Linked DNA regions of Mus musculus: regions 1, 2, 4 and 5 are each linked to region 3. Evidence: chromatin contacts called from public Hi-C, HiCAR-type and promoter capture Hi-C data. All regions are on one chromosome and are shown on one strand. The core of a region is the stretch at or near the end of the contact, and the rest is flanking DNA. Distances in the headings are between cores, read along the strand shown. Region 1 holds the start of Zbtb21 (zinc finger and BTB domain containing 21). Region 2 holds the start of Dyrk1a (dual-specificity tyrosine-(Y)-phosphorylation regulated kinase 1a). Region 3 holds the start of Psmg1 (proteasome (prosome, macropain) assembly chaperone 1). Region 4 overlaps Dyrk1a (dual-specificity tyrosine-(Y)-phosphorylation regulated kinase 1a). Region 5 overlaps Ttc3 (tetratricopeptide repeat domain 3).

The links. Promoter capture Hi-C pulls out the DNA fragments that hold promoters and counts their contacts. Hi-C and Micro-C count contacts between places; a contact is called where the count stands out from the background. HiCAR-type assays count read pairs that join an accessible place to other places.
Region 1: a contact with region 3 is called in a promoter capture Hi-C map of embryonic stem cells, with 4 times the contacts expected there. The contact joins the promoter of Zbtb21 here to the promoter of Psmg1 in region 3. A contact is called at or near these places in 3 of 39 promoter capture datasets (the 3T3-L1 cell line, embryonic stem cells and erythroid cells).
Region 2: a contact with region 3 is called in a promoter capture Hi-C map of hippocampal neurons, with 2.9 times the contacts expected there. The contact joins the promoter of Dyrk1a here to the promoter of Psmg1 in region 3. A contact is called at or near these places in 4 of 39 promoter capture datasets (the 3T3-L1 cell line, erythroid cells, hippocampal neurons and 1 more) and 2 of 115 datasets of contacts at active chromatin or transcription factors (embryonic forebrain and embryonic stem cells).
Region 4: a Hi-C map of B cells shows a contact between it and region 3, with 6 read pairs. The contact joins the enhancer-like site here to the promoter of Psmg1 in region 3. A contact is called at or near these places in 1 of 39 promoter capture datasets (the 3T3-L1 cell line), 1 of 484 Hi-C or Micro-C datasets (B cells) and 2 of 115 datasets of contacts at active chromatin or transcription factors (embryonic forebrain and embryonic stem cells).
Region 5: a contact with region 3 is called in a HiCAR-type map of astrocytes, with 3 times the contacts expected there. The contact joins the enhancer-like site here to the promoter of Psmg1 in region 3. A contact is called at or near these places in 4 of 39 promoter capture datasets (the 3T3-L1 cell line, the C10 cell line, cranial neural crest and 1 more) and 1 of 115 datasets of contacts at active chromatin or transcription factors (astrocytes).

What each region holds. Positions count from the first base shown.
Region 1 is chr16:97,961,302-97,964,001 of GRCm38.p6, reverse strand. Zbtb21 (zinc finger and BTB domain containing 21) reads left to right here and starts at 1,380. Exons shown (of 3, transcript NM_175428.4): 1 at 1,380-1,588.
Region 2 is chr16:94,568,834-94,571,533 of GRCm38.p6, reverse strand. Dyrk1a (dual-specificity tyrosine-(Y)-phosphorylation regulated kinase 1a) reads right to left here and starts at 1,328. Exons shown (of 12, transcript NM_007890.2): 1 at 1,000-1,328.
Region 3 is chr16:95,989,574-95,992,273 of GRCm38.p6, reverse strand. Psmg1 (proteasome (prosome, macropain) assembly chaperone 1) reads left to right here and starts at 1,314. Exons shown (of 7, transcript NM_019537.3): 1 at 1,314-1,520; 2 at 2,676-2,700. The coding sequence starts at 1,384. Brwd1 (bromodomain and WD repeat domain containing 1) reads left to right here. Exons shown (of 42, transcript NM_145125.3): 42 at 1-182.
Region 4 is chr16:94,587,773-94,590,472 of GRCm38.p6, reverse strand. The region is part of intron 1 of Dyrk1a (dual-specificity tyrosine-(Y)-phosphorylation regulated kinase 1a); the gene reads right to left. Among named protein-coding and RNA genes, the nearest start is that of Dyrk1a, 19 kb to the right of the region's middle. Within about 2 kb of position 1,427, at least 98 of the 459 cell types and tissues checked have an H3K27ac peak or open chromatin away from gene starts, as enhancers often do. A contact at or near this core is called in B cells, where this site is marked.
Region 5 is chr16:94,411,163-94,413,862 of GRCm38.p6, reverse strand. Ttc3 (tetratricopeptide repeat domain 3) reads right to left here. Exons shown (of 46, transcript NM_009441.2): 15 at 1,740-1,803. Among named protein-coding and RNA genes, the nearest start is that of Gm23692, 17 kb to the left of the region's middle. Within about 2 kb of position 1,447, at least 12 of the 459 cell types and tissues checked have an H3K27ac peak or open chromatin away from gene starts, as enhancers often do.

The sequences.
Region 1 (2,700 bases), core at 131-2,630, 2.0 Mb before region 3:
AAAACAAAACAAAACAAAACAAACGAATCTGGCTTCTCTCTGGGCCATAGGCTCTGCAGCTCCATACTGATTTTCTGCATGTAAAAAAGAGGCCCAATGGTGTGTGGTCCTCTCAAATCCCTCTTTACAAGACCACTTCTTGCTTAACTGCCATACAGTTCAAATACAAATACATTAAAAACAAACAAACAAATAAACAAACCAAAAAAAAAAAAAACCCTTGAATGATTGCAGAAGAGAACTTTCAGTGTGAAATTCTAAAGGGCATAGTCTTGAAATGAAAAAAAAAACTAAATACTCAGAGTTATTCATTTGGAGTCTGTCCCCCCCCCCAATGGATCTACCTATTGCAAGATTCCTTTCTCCACATATCCCTCACACACTTCATAATGCTGTTTCACCTTGATTCACGTAGTTAAAACCCACCTTCAGAAGCATACTTGAAAACCACACACTTCTTGAAACATAGAACACCTAATTTAAGATCTAGGCTTTTGTTTTGTTTTTGTTTTTGTTTTTGGAGACAGGGTTTCTCTGTAGTCCTGGAACTCACTCTGTAGACCAGGCTGGCCCTCGAACTCAGAAATCTGCCTGACTCTTCCTCCCAAGTGCTGGGATTAAAGGCGTGCGCCACCATTGCCCGGCGGATCTAGGCATTTTTAAAGTCTGTTACAGAAATTTCACTTGTTGAGACTGTCTGCTGCTATGTTCCAGGCTCTAGAAAACTTCCGTGGCCTAGAGACCCTTTCTTCACAGCTGGAATTTGTAGTTTGGCATTTGTTACCCAGCTGCCTGGTTTTGGCGTACAGTCATCTGACAAATGGCATTGTAATTTTCATGCAAAGAGGCTAAAAGAGAACTGGTGTTGCAGGGAAAAAGGTTAATCGTTCTTTGTCTTTTGTTTTGAAATGAGCCAGGGCCTCACTCTGTAGTTCAGAATAGTTAACGGGAAATCTGCCTCAGTGTCCTGGATGATGGGATTCCTTGCATGCACCACCCTTCCCAGCTTCAACACCATTTTAAAAGGGTAAGGTTTGGATATGTGTTTGAAAAAGCCACAGAGCGAATAAGGGGAACCTGGGAACCCAACTTGTTCACTGCCGCTTTCTCCAGGAGGAAGAAATGGAGATGAGCTATTTTCCCGATAGCTCCACATTCCGCATTCAGGGGCTTTCCGCGACCACATGCGTACCCTGGGGGCGTCCCTACGCTCTGCTGCTCGTGCCCGCGCCTCACCGGAGAGGCACCAACGCGCCGGACCCAACGCGGCCGCGCTCCCGCAGGCCCGCCCTCGGCCCGCCCCCAGCCGCCCGGCACCCAATCCCAGCGCCACGCACGTGACGAGCGCTGCTTGCGATGACCTCATCCCTGGTGTGGGATGACGTCAAATTCAAGATGGATGGAATCACAGCGGCAGTGGAGGCTGCGGGTTGCGCGAGCCGAGTGTGAGCGGAAAGGGGCTTGGCGCCTGCCCCAGGGCTGAAGAGCGGTGAGTAACCGTCACGCTCCGCGCCCTAGGAGGACGTCGGGCCCGGTCGGGGACTACGGCCTCTCCGCAAAACGCGGCCTTTCCTGACGTAACTCTGAGGTGATTTCTCTTCTTTTTTTCCTCCACCAGTGGGTTGCGGGCGTCGGGCCCTTTTACGCGTGCGCGGGGCCGCGGTCCTCACCGAGCATGCCCAGACTCCCACGTAGTCGAGCGTGTCCAAGCACTGCGCATGCTCTCTGCCCGCATTTGGCCTCGCCCTCGCTCCTACGCATGCTCAGCCTCCAGGCCGCTGAGCTGCTCACCCTGGCCCGGGCGGCCTGAGTAGCCGCGGTGTGCGTCTGGGGTGCTGGCCACAGCATAGCCGTTGAGACGCCGCTGCGGGTTAGGGCGCGCTCTCTGGGGCGGGCGGGCGGCGCGCGCTCGCGCGGGGCTGGGAAACTGGCGGGCGGTGGCGGCGGCGGCGGCACCCACACCTGCAGCGGCTGGAACGTGACAGCCTGGCAGCCAGCACCTCTGGGGCCACCTCGTTTGCCCATGCACACCCTATCGGACCCCTCACCCCCACCCTCGGGCCCAAGGCTTTTCTTAGGAGAAAGACCCTCTTTCGGGGACATAGCACGGAAGACCTCCCTGCAGCTCACATCTTGGCCGGGGTCTCCCCCATCTCCCTGGCTTGGTTATTTGGAGCACCTTTGAGTGCTTCCTCTGCAGAGACTGCACCTTGTAATCAAAGAACCATGCACATATGTGCCCCCGAGGCTCTGGGTTCTGGAGAACCGCACACTACAGAACGTGTACAGAGAGCCTTAAACAGGTACTCCCTAAGGTTGCCCGACACAGGGGTGGTGTTGGGGGACACTGAGCCGCCCTTTGAAGCTTGGCATTTTTTTGTGTGTTGCATGAACTCCAATCGCTTCTACATCTTTGGACATCTATCTGTGTTACAGCATAGTCTGGTGATTGTTCATCAGCATGACCCTGAGTCATAAGTTCCTGGGTTTGTTTCATGGTCCTCCCACCTTGTTTCAGAGGCTGAAAGTAGGTTAATCCATGTTAGTGTTTCCACTGAAAACCTTCCTCCACTTCTAGTGATTAATCATTACCCTTAACCTTACCCCTAAATATTGACGTTAAAGTAGAAATTTGGCTTACGTAAAAATGACTCTTTAATTCAGCCGATGCACTTAACAGCATAGTGTTTTCATTTAGTA
Region 2 (2,700 bases), core at 79-2,578, 1.4 Mb after region 3:
ATGACCTTGGACTAGTCACTGCCCACCTCTAGGCTCAGTCTGCTCATCTGTAAAATGGGCAGCATTTCCAACTGGGAGGTTATTCGAGGTAATATATAAAAGGCCTTGCACTAATCTATGAGTGTGCAAACAGTTACAAGGAATATTTTCTTGGGATTTGGCAGAACTCAAGAAGCAAACGATGCTGCACCTCGACGACAGGAGTCACATAATCTAGGGCTGGGCAAAGACAAGACAAGTCATTGGAGTCACTGACTCACGAATTTTGCCATTTTTAACTATTTCGGGGTAGGGAGGGGCCTCTAGCTTAGTGCTGATATTCAGCAGCTCTGGGGCCTCTGGAGCCTGAGTGGGTCTGAGCCTATAAATAGATGTTGAAGTTTTGAGGCGATACACAGGTCTCCATTCTAATTCCAGTCTCCTCCCGCTGCTATGCAGGTCACCCCGGCCCCTCCGGTGCCCTGGGTGGCCCGCGCTCGCGGCCCGACTTCCGAGCACACCAGGTCCCCAGGCCCGAGCGCGGGCCCACTGGGCCTCGCAGGCAGCAGGCTGCCGACCTTCGCCGGCCCGGCCCGGCCGGGCCTTGCGTCCTCGCCTCCCGGCCGCCAGCCCCATTTTCTGATCCCGTGCATTGTCCTTGCCCAGAACCCCGGCGCTCCGCACGCCGGTGGGGACCGAGAGGAGGGACGAGGGAGGAGCTGGGGGCAGAGGATGAGGAGGAAGAGGAGGAGGAGGAGGAGAACAGCCTCCTCCCCTGCGCCCGGGCAGCCAGTGGAGGTCTGGCGCCGGCCCGGCCCGAGGCAGCGGGTCCCACCCGCCGCAACTTTCCTCGGGGACGAGGCCTTCTTCCCCGGGCCCCGGGCCGCCCGCCCGCCCGCCCGCTCGCTCCTAAGATGGCAGGTCCCTCCCTCCCTCCGCTTGAGGCCTGGCGAGCCCGGCTCGCAGGCCCCGAGAAGCCGCGCGCTGGGCCGCGCCGCGCCGGGCGGGGCGGACACTCACCGGGACGATGGCGGGGCGCTCGCGCCGCTCCCTCCGGTGAGTCTCAGCCTCGAGCTCCCGCGCCGCGCTCCCGCCGCGGCCTCCGCAGCCAGCGCCGCCCCGGCCGCCTCTCTCCGCCCCCGGCGTCCCGGCTCCGCGCCGCAGCCGCGCTGGCTCAGGGTCCGTCGGGCTGGCGGGGCCGGCGGCGCCCGCGGCCGGGGAGGCAGGCGACAGCCCCTCCCCGGCAAATACCGCAGTCCCCGGGCCCCCGAGTGTCGGCGGCGGGGCCCGGCCCGGCCCGGTGCGGAGGGCGGCGGCGGCGGCGAGGCCGGGCGCCGAGTGGCGGCCGCTGCCGGCCGCTTCTTCCCGACGAGGATTTTTGTAAATCTCACAAAATGGCGCGCGCTCCGAAGCTGCGCAGCGAGCAGCGCCGGGGCCCGAGCGGCGGCGGCGGCGGCGGCGGCTCCGCCAGGAGAGCCCGGACCGCCCGCCCCCGATCCCGCACAGACACTCGCGCACACTCACCGCGCGCACACTCGCCCTCGCACACGCTCCCTCACACTCACACCGGTCCCGCCCGCTCGCCGGCGGCGGCGGCGGCGGCAGCGGCAGCGGCACCAACAGCAGCAGCAGGAACAGCAGCACAAGCGGCGGCGGCGGTGGCGCCCGCACCCCCGCTCGGGGAGTCCGCTTTCTCAGCCCGACCTGGGCCGCGATCGGCAGCAGCGACGGCAGCAGTCTCCCCGGATCCCCCCGCCGCGGTTGCCGCCGCCACCCCCGCCTCACTCCAATGGGGCTTTTTATTATTATTCGGGCGGGAAGCGAAAGGGTTTAAAAAAAAACCAACCAACAAAATGGCGACGGACCGACCCGGTCGCTATAGCAACTGTCAATCAAAACGCAAAACCCCGGCTGACGTGCTGACGTCCTCCGCCCGCCCCTCCCGGCCCCAAGCCGGCGGGCGGGGCCTGTTGCTCGGGTAACGGCAGATTCCGTTCCCTCCTTCCCCTCTCTCCTCCGTCCCCCAGCCAACCACCCAACCCCCCTCAGGTCACGTGAAGGATAAATTCGGAGCTCGGGCCCGCTATGAGTGTCAGAGGAGGGCGCGTGATTCGCTCGGGGGAGGGGAGTGGAGGGAAGGGAAGGGAAGGGACGGGGGCGAGGCGGTGGCCTGCCGGTGCGCGAGCGAGCGAGCGAGCGCCTGCCGCCTCGCGGCCGCCTCGCCCCGCCCCCGCGCTCGCTCCCACGCCGACTGCGGCCGGGCCAGCGCGCGCCCCCGTGGCGCAGCGCGCTCCCGCGCCGCGAGCCCGCAGCCCCGCCCGCGCGGCCCGGGAAGGAAGGGAAGCGGAGGGCAAGCCGCCCACCTCGCGGCCCTGGGAGGCCGCCGTCGCGAGCCCCTATCCCGACCGGGCCCGCGCAGGCCTGGACGATCGCTGGCGTCCGGCTCACCTCCGGAATTACGCCCGCGGCTGCAGGCGCGCGGCCGCCACCTTACTCGGACCGTGCCCGCGCGCGGGCCGCGCAGAAACTTTCCAGGCTGGGCACGCTCCCGGGCGCCGGTTCCCCGGCTTCTCCATCGGAATGCCCAGCCAGCGCCAACCCCAGGGCTTTCGGAGGGGGTTGGGGGGGGGGGTTGTTTTTTGTTTTTTTTTTTATTGTTACCTGTCCTAAGTCACCTCGGTTTCCCGATTCTTAAATTTGCCCACTTGGCCTTAACCGTCG
Region 3 (2,700 bases), core at 65-2,564:
TGAGCAATTATATCCTCAAGAAATGCCATGAAATGAAAATATATCAGTCTAATGAAGACCTGTGAATTTTGGCAGTGTGAATTGAAGATCTGAAGTTACATCTTGCTGTCTGATCCTGTCCAGCCTTTTATAATGGAATCCCTTTCTGGCCTTTAATTGGAACATATTTTTATTTACCCTTTAAAGTGTTTGGTCTCTTTATTGTGACTGAATGGAGTAACACTGTAGTAAAATCCCTCCTGCAAATGTGTGCCGACAAGCCACCACTTCCCTATGATTTACCAACACGCTTCAGATTTCTGTTGGTGCTTTTTTCATGTGTGAGTGAGAAATCAAATCGAGTATCTTTATCAGCAAAGTATCCGCTTAAGAAACCAGCAAAGAGACAGCCAGGGACATCTGCTCTTCAGCTCGCTTCTACTAACCCTGGAATCTGAGTCTTAAAGACACCACACTGAGAATCTTGTGTGTGTGCTATAGTTACACACAAAGTGTTCTAGTTGGTATACATCTGCTTTTTATTTATTTCTTTGGTTTTTCTAGACAGGGTTTCTCTGTGTAGCCAAAGGATGTCCTGGAGCTCCCTCTGTAGACCATGATGGCCTTGAACTCAGAAATCCATCTGCCTCTGCCTCCCGGGTGCTGGGATTAAAGGTGTGTGTCACCACTGCCCGGCATTCATCTGCTTTTTATTAACCAGTGAGTATGTATGTTAAGATTGATATGCTTTTTCCTCCCAGTAGACTTGAAGCATCGTTTTTCTACATTGTGAGAGATTTTTAAACAACTTTCCAAGAGTTTTGATTTTTAAAGGACCCTCTGATCCCCAAACATTTTACCCTGGGCAATGCAGTCTCCATTTCCTCACAAGCAAATCTAGAATGTGTTTTTATTTCCCACTGAGGTGCCAGTTACCCTTTTTCTCGTGGGAGCAGCATTCGGTGGAGCTCTTTGTCTTCCAGCACACAAACCAGAAACACACATTCTTCCTGTCATTAAAGTAGAAAACACGGTCTATGAGTTACATATGGCCAGGTTTTAAAAAGCCTAGCCTTGCAGCCTCACTCATGTTCTCTGAATCCGCTTGCAGTCATCAACCCTGGAGCTGTCTGTGCTTCACCCGCAGCTCTGGGTTTCCTCCACGGGTGGGTCCTTGCAGGAGGGTCGCCGGGTGTGGAGCGGGCGCTGCGTGCCCCGGTTAACAGGATGACGGAAGCGCGCCGCGGGACATTTCTCGCGGCGGACCGGAAGCTCTTAGGTTCTCCCCCCTCCCCCCACGGAAGGCGTATCCTCGCTCGGAGGCGGGGTGGGGGCGTGGCTTGGAGGGGGCGTGACTGCGGGCCGGCGCGCATGCGCTGTCTGGCCGCGCGGAGCTGAGGGACCATGGCTGCCACGTTCTTTGGCGAGGTGGTGAAGGCGCCGTGCAGAGCTGGGACTGAGGAGGAAGAAGAGGAGGAGGAGCAGAGCAGGCGGGACACGCCGGAGGACCGGGAGGTCCGGCGGCAGCTGGCGCGGAAGAGGTCAGGCTCCCGGAAGGCTGCGAGCGTCAGGCGGTGTCGGCCTGCAGGGTGCCCTGCGTTCACGCTGGGACGTCGGCAGCCCAGCGATGCTCGCCCTCCACCGTGCACTTTAGGTCACGCCGCATGTCGGCCGTATTTCTTTCAAAACTACTTTCAGACACAGAAGTCAGGTCACGCCAGCCCCTTCCTTGGTCAAGGTTTTACCACATTCATTTCCTCTCCCACCACCCCTACGAGTTTCCGATTAGGACTCCCCACACGTCTTCCTAAGCATGCTGTCTCAATTATTTGTACTCTAGAGCAAACCCACACATAAAATATGCACATAATTAAACTTTGTTGATTCTCCTATTTTTTCAGTACCTCCATTCTGAGCTTTTAGGCGGGTTCTCGGATCAGAACTTGGGTCGTCATGTTTGTGTTGGCAACTTAGCACCTTCCCTACCCCACGTTTGCTAATAACACGTTTTCAGTATCATACCAGTCCACAGTCAAATTCACCTAGATTTTTAAAATACACTTCCCGGTGATTGTGTCAACGACAGACACTTTTGGCAGTTCGTTTCATTTGACAGCTCCCTCTCACTTCTCACACTCTTCCCGAGAGCCCTGATTTGTCTGATGGTCAGTCTTAGCTTACTTTTGCCACAGCTAAATGCTTGAACGTTTGTTTGAAGTCTTGGTCACATTCAGCATTTTGCGGGCTGGAGTGTTGGAGATGCTTTTAGTGTCTTTTTACATTGTGTCTGGCTTGTGGGTGCTGGCATTGTGTGTGTCAGGCTAGTATGAAGTTTGTTAGTAGTTTTACTCATAAAAAGAAAGTGTTTTATCCATTTGCAAGGGCACCAAGGACACTGATTATTTTATCTAACACCATCTATCCATCCAACTATCCACTCATCTCTGTCTTCTATCACCTACCTATTTATCCATCCATGTATATGTAAATATAGCACCTTTCTACTACCCATATAAATATCTATAAGTAACATGTCTACCATCGATCTCATCTGTCTTCCATCTATTTATACATCCAGCTCTATATAGCACCTATCACTTAATCTCTTAATCTGACTGTCATTCTGCCCATCACCATCTCTTACAGTGAACTGGTGGTCACAGTCATATTTGTTCACTTTTGTCTCTTGCTGTTAGGGAGGTTCGGCTTCTCCGAAGACAG
Region 4 (2,700 bases), core at 178-2,677, 1.4 Mb after region 3:
ATACACTGCAACTTCCTCACAGACAGGGAACATCTTACTCAGCTTGGCCTTGCCACAGTCCAAAGCTCAGACTCTTCCATGCATACTATATTCAGTGTGTTGCACTCAGGGCATTGAGCTGTCACCTACTATCCTACAACTGTGAAAAATCAAAACTGTCTACTCATGATTAGTTTTCAAGAACAGTTAAACTGAAAGGGTAACATTTTTTGAGTCCTGCTCAAGTATGCAAAACTCTAGAAGCCTAGATTCCCACCTGTACCTCCCAGTTTATTTCTGACAGGAAATAAACTTACCTTTCTGGGCTAACCAGGCAGATACTCAATTTTACAATGCTATCTAAAGCTTTTATGCTATTTTTCAGTTTATGAAACAACTTCAAATACAACCCATTTTCATCCTCTCTCAGCCTATGAGGTAAAGAAGCACTTTCCTATAAGGCAAATGACACACCAACTTTCTAAGGAAGTGTTTCCCACACTACTGACAGCTCCATTGGAATCACCCTGAGGGGGCTTGTTAAAAATTCAGATTCTGAGACAGAACCATCAGTCTCCTGAGGGCATAGCCTGAGCCTACTTGCTGAACAAGATCCCTAGGCAATCTTGACACAAGGCCAAACTGGGAATTTATGACAAGAACCCAGAGTCCAAGAGCCTGGGTAATGCTCAGGAAGGTTTTCTGAGCTGGCTCCCAGGAAGAGGACCTCCACTGCAGAGAGACTGAATATGTGTCTAAGTACAAGCAAGGTTGCAACAACTCTTCCTGAGGCAAACACGGAATCAGGTTTGGTTGAGTTGTATATTTCTAATTAACTTCACACATCTTTCATTACATTATCCTTAGCATTTTTAGCCACTACTTGCCAAACTATTTTACTTTGTGTAAAATGCATGACTAAGGTGAGGCTAGAGAGGTGGCTCAGCTGTTGAGAGCACTTGTTTCTCATGCAGAGGAGACTGTTTCAAGTCCCAGAACCCACATGGCAGCTCACAACCATCCATAGTTCCAGTTCCAGGGAATCTAATGCCTTCTCCTGACTTCTACAGGCATCACACACGCGCGCGCGCGCACACACGCACACACACGCACACACACACACACACACACACATTCACGCACACACGTGAAACACTGATACACATGAAATAAATCTTAAAAAAAAAAAAAAGCCCCACCCTCCCAAGAATAGAGAGATGCTGGTTGACTAGTCTGGCCTCTGTGGTCAGACCCTTTCCTGTTGAATTTCCCATCTCTATGCAGGTGCTATGCCCATCTATCTTAATCCCATAACAGAAAGTGAAAGGTACCCTCTAAAGCCTCGGGAAGGGCAGAGTGGACGCAGCCCAGTCCCCGTACTTCCCTATCCAGAGCACCTTCCCCACTCAGGTGAGAGCAAAACACAACAGGAAATGAGTGAACTACCCCAGCAGCCCCTTAAGACTAGCGCCTGCCTTCAGCATCTGTTACAGTGTGTGGCCACTGGCCCTATATTCTACTGTCTAGATGCCAAGTGCAACTAACTTCCTTCACAGGGCACCTCTAAGGCAGTACAAGATTGAGAAGAAAATTCTGGATGCCAAAAACTGATCACAAGATTATAAACCAGGTGTTTATACACAAGAATACTGACAGACCAGGGAGACTTAGAAGCACTGCAAGAAGCAAGAACCATCAGGCACTGCTCTTAACTGTCTGTTCCTTCCCTCTGCCCTCAATGTTATGATATAACCAGATTCTGAAATTATAGACATTTTGGCAGTTTTCTTATAGAAGATAGCAGGTTTAAAAAAATCAGTCTTCTGCTGAGCAGTACTGGTGCACACCTTCAATCTCAGCGCTTGGCAGGCAGAGGCAGGTGGGCTGTTTGAGGCAGCCTGATCTACAGACTGAGTTCCAGGACAATCAGGACTGCACAGAGAAACCCTGTGTTAGGGATAAAAAGTACTCTTGTACTTCTGCCATGCCTGTCCAGCAGCTCCCACCAACTCCTAGGGACACAGTTCTATTTGTACCCAGCTCAAAGCACAGAACTAAGCCAACACGCCAGATGTCAGCAGCCATCCCATGCCTTCGGCCTACAGGGTGGGGCACTGGGCTGTCTTCCACCCTTCCCCCCACCAACCTGTACTATAAAGGAGCAGACGCGGAACTGGTTTACTCCCTGGAAGAGACAGCTATGGCTGAAGGACAAGCTGGAGATGAATGTGTCTCTGAGGAGAATCTCTCAGGTCTCCCGTCAAGTAGCCAGCGCTGTGGCCCACGGTTTAGAAGTTGGATATGTGCACAGCTTGAGCGAGTTCCAATTACAGTCAGTCTTAGAATGTCTGGCCCTTTTTTTCCTTGTACAAAATACAGCCACAGGTTACTGTGGGAATATCTGAGGTGTTTTATGGATTGTAACATGATCCAAAAGGTGGTTTATTTGAAAAACTACACAGCCTGGCTTTTATCTCATAATGTGACGGGTAAGATGGAACTGAGACGCCCATTAAAGTACCCATCATCACTTCTGCTCAGTCCTTACGTGTGTATGAATACTATCAAAATTAAATATATCATTTAATTGATTTTGAGAATTATATTATTATATAGTGCTTTCAATGTACTTACAGCTAAAAGCTGATGCACAAAATAATATTATATAATGAAAACATGAACGAGCCAACACAAACTGTCACCTTTTGTTATGGCAGAGAA
Region 5 (2,700 bases), core at 198-2,697, 1.6 Mb after region 3:
TGAGGGAGATCAATTAAGGAAGAAATACTACAGGGACTCTTGTAATTAGACGAGACACTAATAAAATTCTCAGTAGTAAGAGACAATGCTCAAACGACAAGCAATGCATCTTATCTTTGCATTAAATTTACTGGATTTACAAAATTAAACTTATTAAAAGTATGAAAAGCCAGAACTCATTTGAAATAAATATCTAATGTGTTCTTTTTGTTAGTGGGTTCATATGTGTGTGTGGAGTCCAGCAGTCAACTCTGGTTGTCTTCTTCAATCATGTTCCACCACCATTTGAGACAGAACGGTCTCTCACCAAACCTGGACCTTGTAGACCCAGCTGAACTGGCTAACCAGTGAAGTGCTGTCTCTGCCCCCCATCCCCAAGTGGCAGTGCTATAGGCATGTGCCACTATGTCTGGCTTTCCGACAGGTGCTGGGGAGCAGACTCAGGTCCTTAAGGCTTATGCAAGAACCACCTTAACAATTTTACGGTTGACTTTGGCTGTCAACCTGACTGGATCTGGGCTCAACTTGGAGACAAGCCATTAGGGATACTCATAAAAGACTTTGTTGATCAGATTATGTAAAGTGAGAAGACCCGTTGTAAACATGGGCATCCCCTTCCCATGGCAGCCAAAAATAAATAAATAAATAAATAAATAAATAAATAAATAAATAGATGAAAAGAACCCAGGAAAAAGCTGTTATTTTTGTTTGCTTGTTTGTTTTTTCTGCTTGCTTCCTGCCAAACTGGCAACTTGTAGTATCTCACTGTCGCCACCAATGCTAATACTAGTGCTGTTCACTAACATGAGAACACAGCTTCTTCAGCAATCCTACAGGCCTTCAGGTGTAGACAGAGTACTGAGGCCCTCAGCCCTGTGGACTGAGCACTACTGGGCTCTTAGCCTCCCCAGTGTGCGGACAGATGTTGGGTATCCAGACTGTGTCATGTGACTCGCTGTAATAAACCCTGTGGCATTTGTTCTTTCCATAGGTTCTGCTCCTCTAGGGAACTGTGTATTCCACTGAGCGTCTTCCTAGCCCTCAATGTTGTCTGTTCTTTTTTTTTTTAATTAAAAAAAAAAAGATTCATTTATTTTATGTATATGAATATATGTCTATGCATACATTCATGCTGCACATGTCTGTGCACTATCTGAGTACCTAGTGCCTGACCATAGTCAGAGAAAGATGTGGTCCCCTGGAACTGAATTCACTGTAGAGAGCTGGGAACCAAATCTGAGTGCTCCCCAAGAACAAGAAGTGCTCTTGACTTGCTCATGGCCCCCTCCATGCTTTCCTGAAACTGTCACAAAGTCCCCAGGGTGGCAGAATGGGGACCCAAAGAAAAGTCTCTGTCACCATGAGTAATCCCCTAGAAGAGCTCTGGGCTCCAGCTGTGTATTCTCTCTCAGTGCTTCCTGGTCTGCGATATGAGCTTTTATACACACTTCTGATGTCATCACCACCTACAGCTCTCAGCACACCTAAGCCAACACTGGCCACTTGCTTTATGGCCCTTCAGAATCTCGAGCAGACAGACAGGTCTTTTACCTTATCACCAACCCAAGTCAGGCATTTCACTGGAGTGGTGAAACAGTGACTAAAGTATGTTGCTACTTTTTATATTAAATATTACTATAAGCATCACCATGTAGAAGAACTACAATAAAACCAACTGAAGCTTGCACAAACTTTCAAGCAGAGGTTTGGATGGCAACAACGAGTAAAAGACTACTCACTTGGAGGTGGCAGAAATTCAGGATGACAGTCACAATCGTCCCCCTTCAAAGCCTCATCTGCCACCTGCCCGTGAAAATAAAACTAGTGAGGTTTTTAAAGTCAATACAGCCAAGGAATCAGCAATCACACAGAATTTAACTAGAATATGATAGGATTCACTCAAGACCTACAAACACAGCTAGTCATGACTCCTAACTGTACAAACAAGCAAGCATAATGATAACAACAATGAGGACCCAAGAGAAATGGCAAATTCTAGAACGACAATCCTCTGTCTGACACTTGGCATGGTGCCTGATGTAGAGGTTGTTGAATAATACCTAGGTGCTTCTCCAGCACACAGTTATACACATTAGAGGTGTGTATAACTGGAATGAAACTTTCTGGGCATTTTCTGTATTATCTACAAAATGAGTATTTATATAGGATTTAAAAAAATTCCCTTTTCTACCTATCACCACCCAACATCAACTACCCGCCCCCATTTCCTTCCAAATGTGGAAGTCAAACATACATATATTCAGCTTTGTATACTACAAGTCTGAGAACGCTCAGACACATGTATCTGAGACATCTGATCAAAGTCAGGCTAGAGGCCTTATGATACTTGGAAAAACCCCAAAACATTAAACATAAGATATGTGCTGAGCACAGCACTTAGCTAAGGGCTAATCATAGCTGCCAAGGGCAACAAAATGACAGAAATATCTTGGGCCCCCAACAACAGCAGTTGGGTGGTGGTTGGCAGAACACCAAGTAACCATTACCCCACAGACAAGCGATCAGGGAAGGAAAACCTGCATCACTGAGGAGGAGCAGTAGAGACCTAGCTACTAGACTATACTGCTGCTTGTCCCCAAGAGACTGGCTGAGAGACAGAAACAGAGGACATACAGACAGAAGTAAGTGGCTAATAGTATTTAGAAAATTATTTTTAAAACAAATTAACTGTGACTTCAA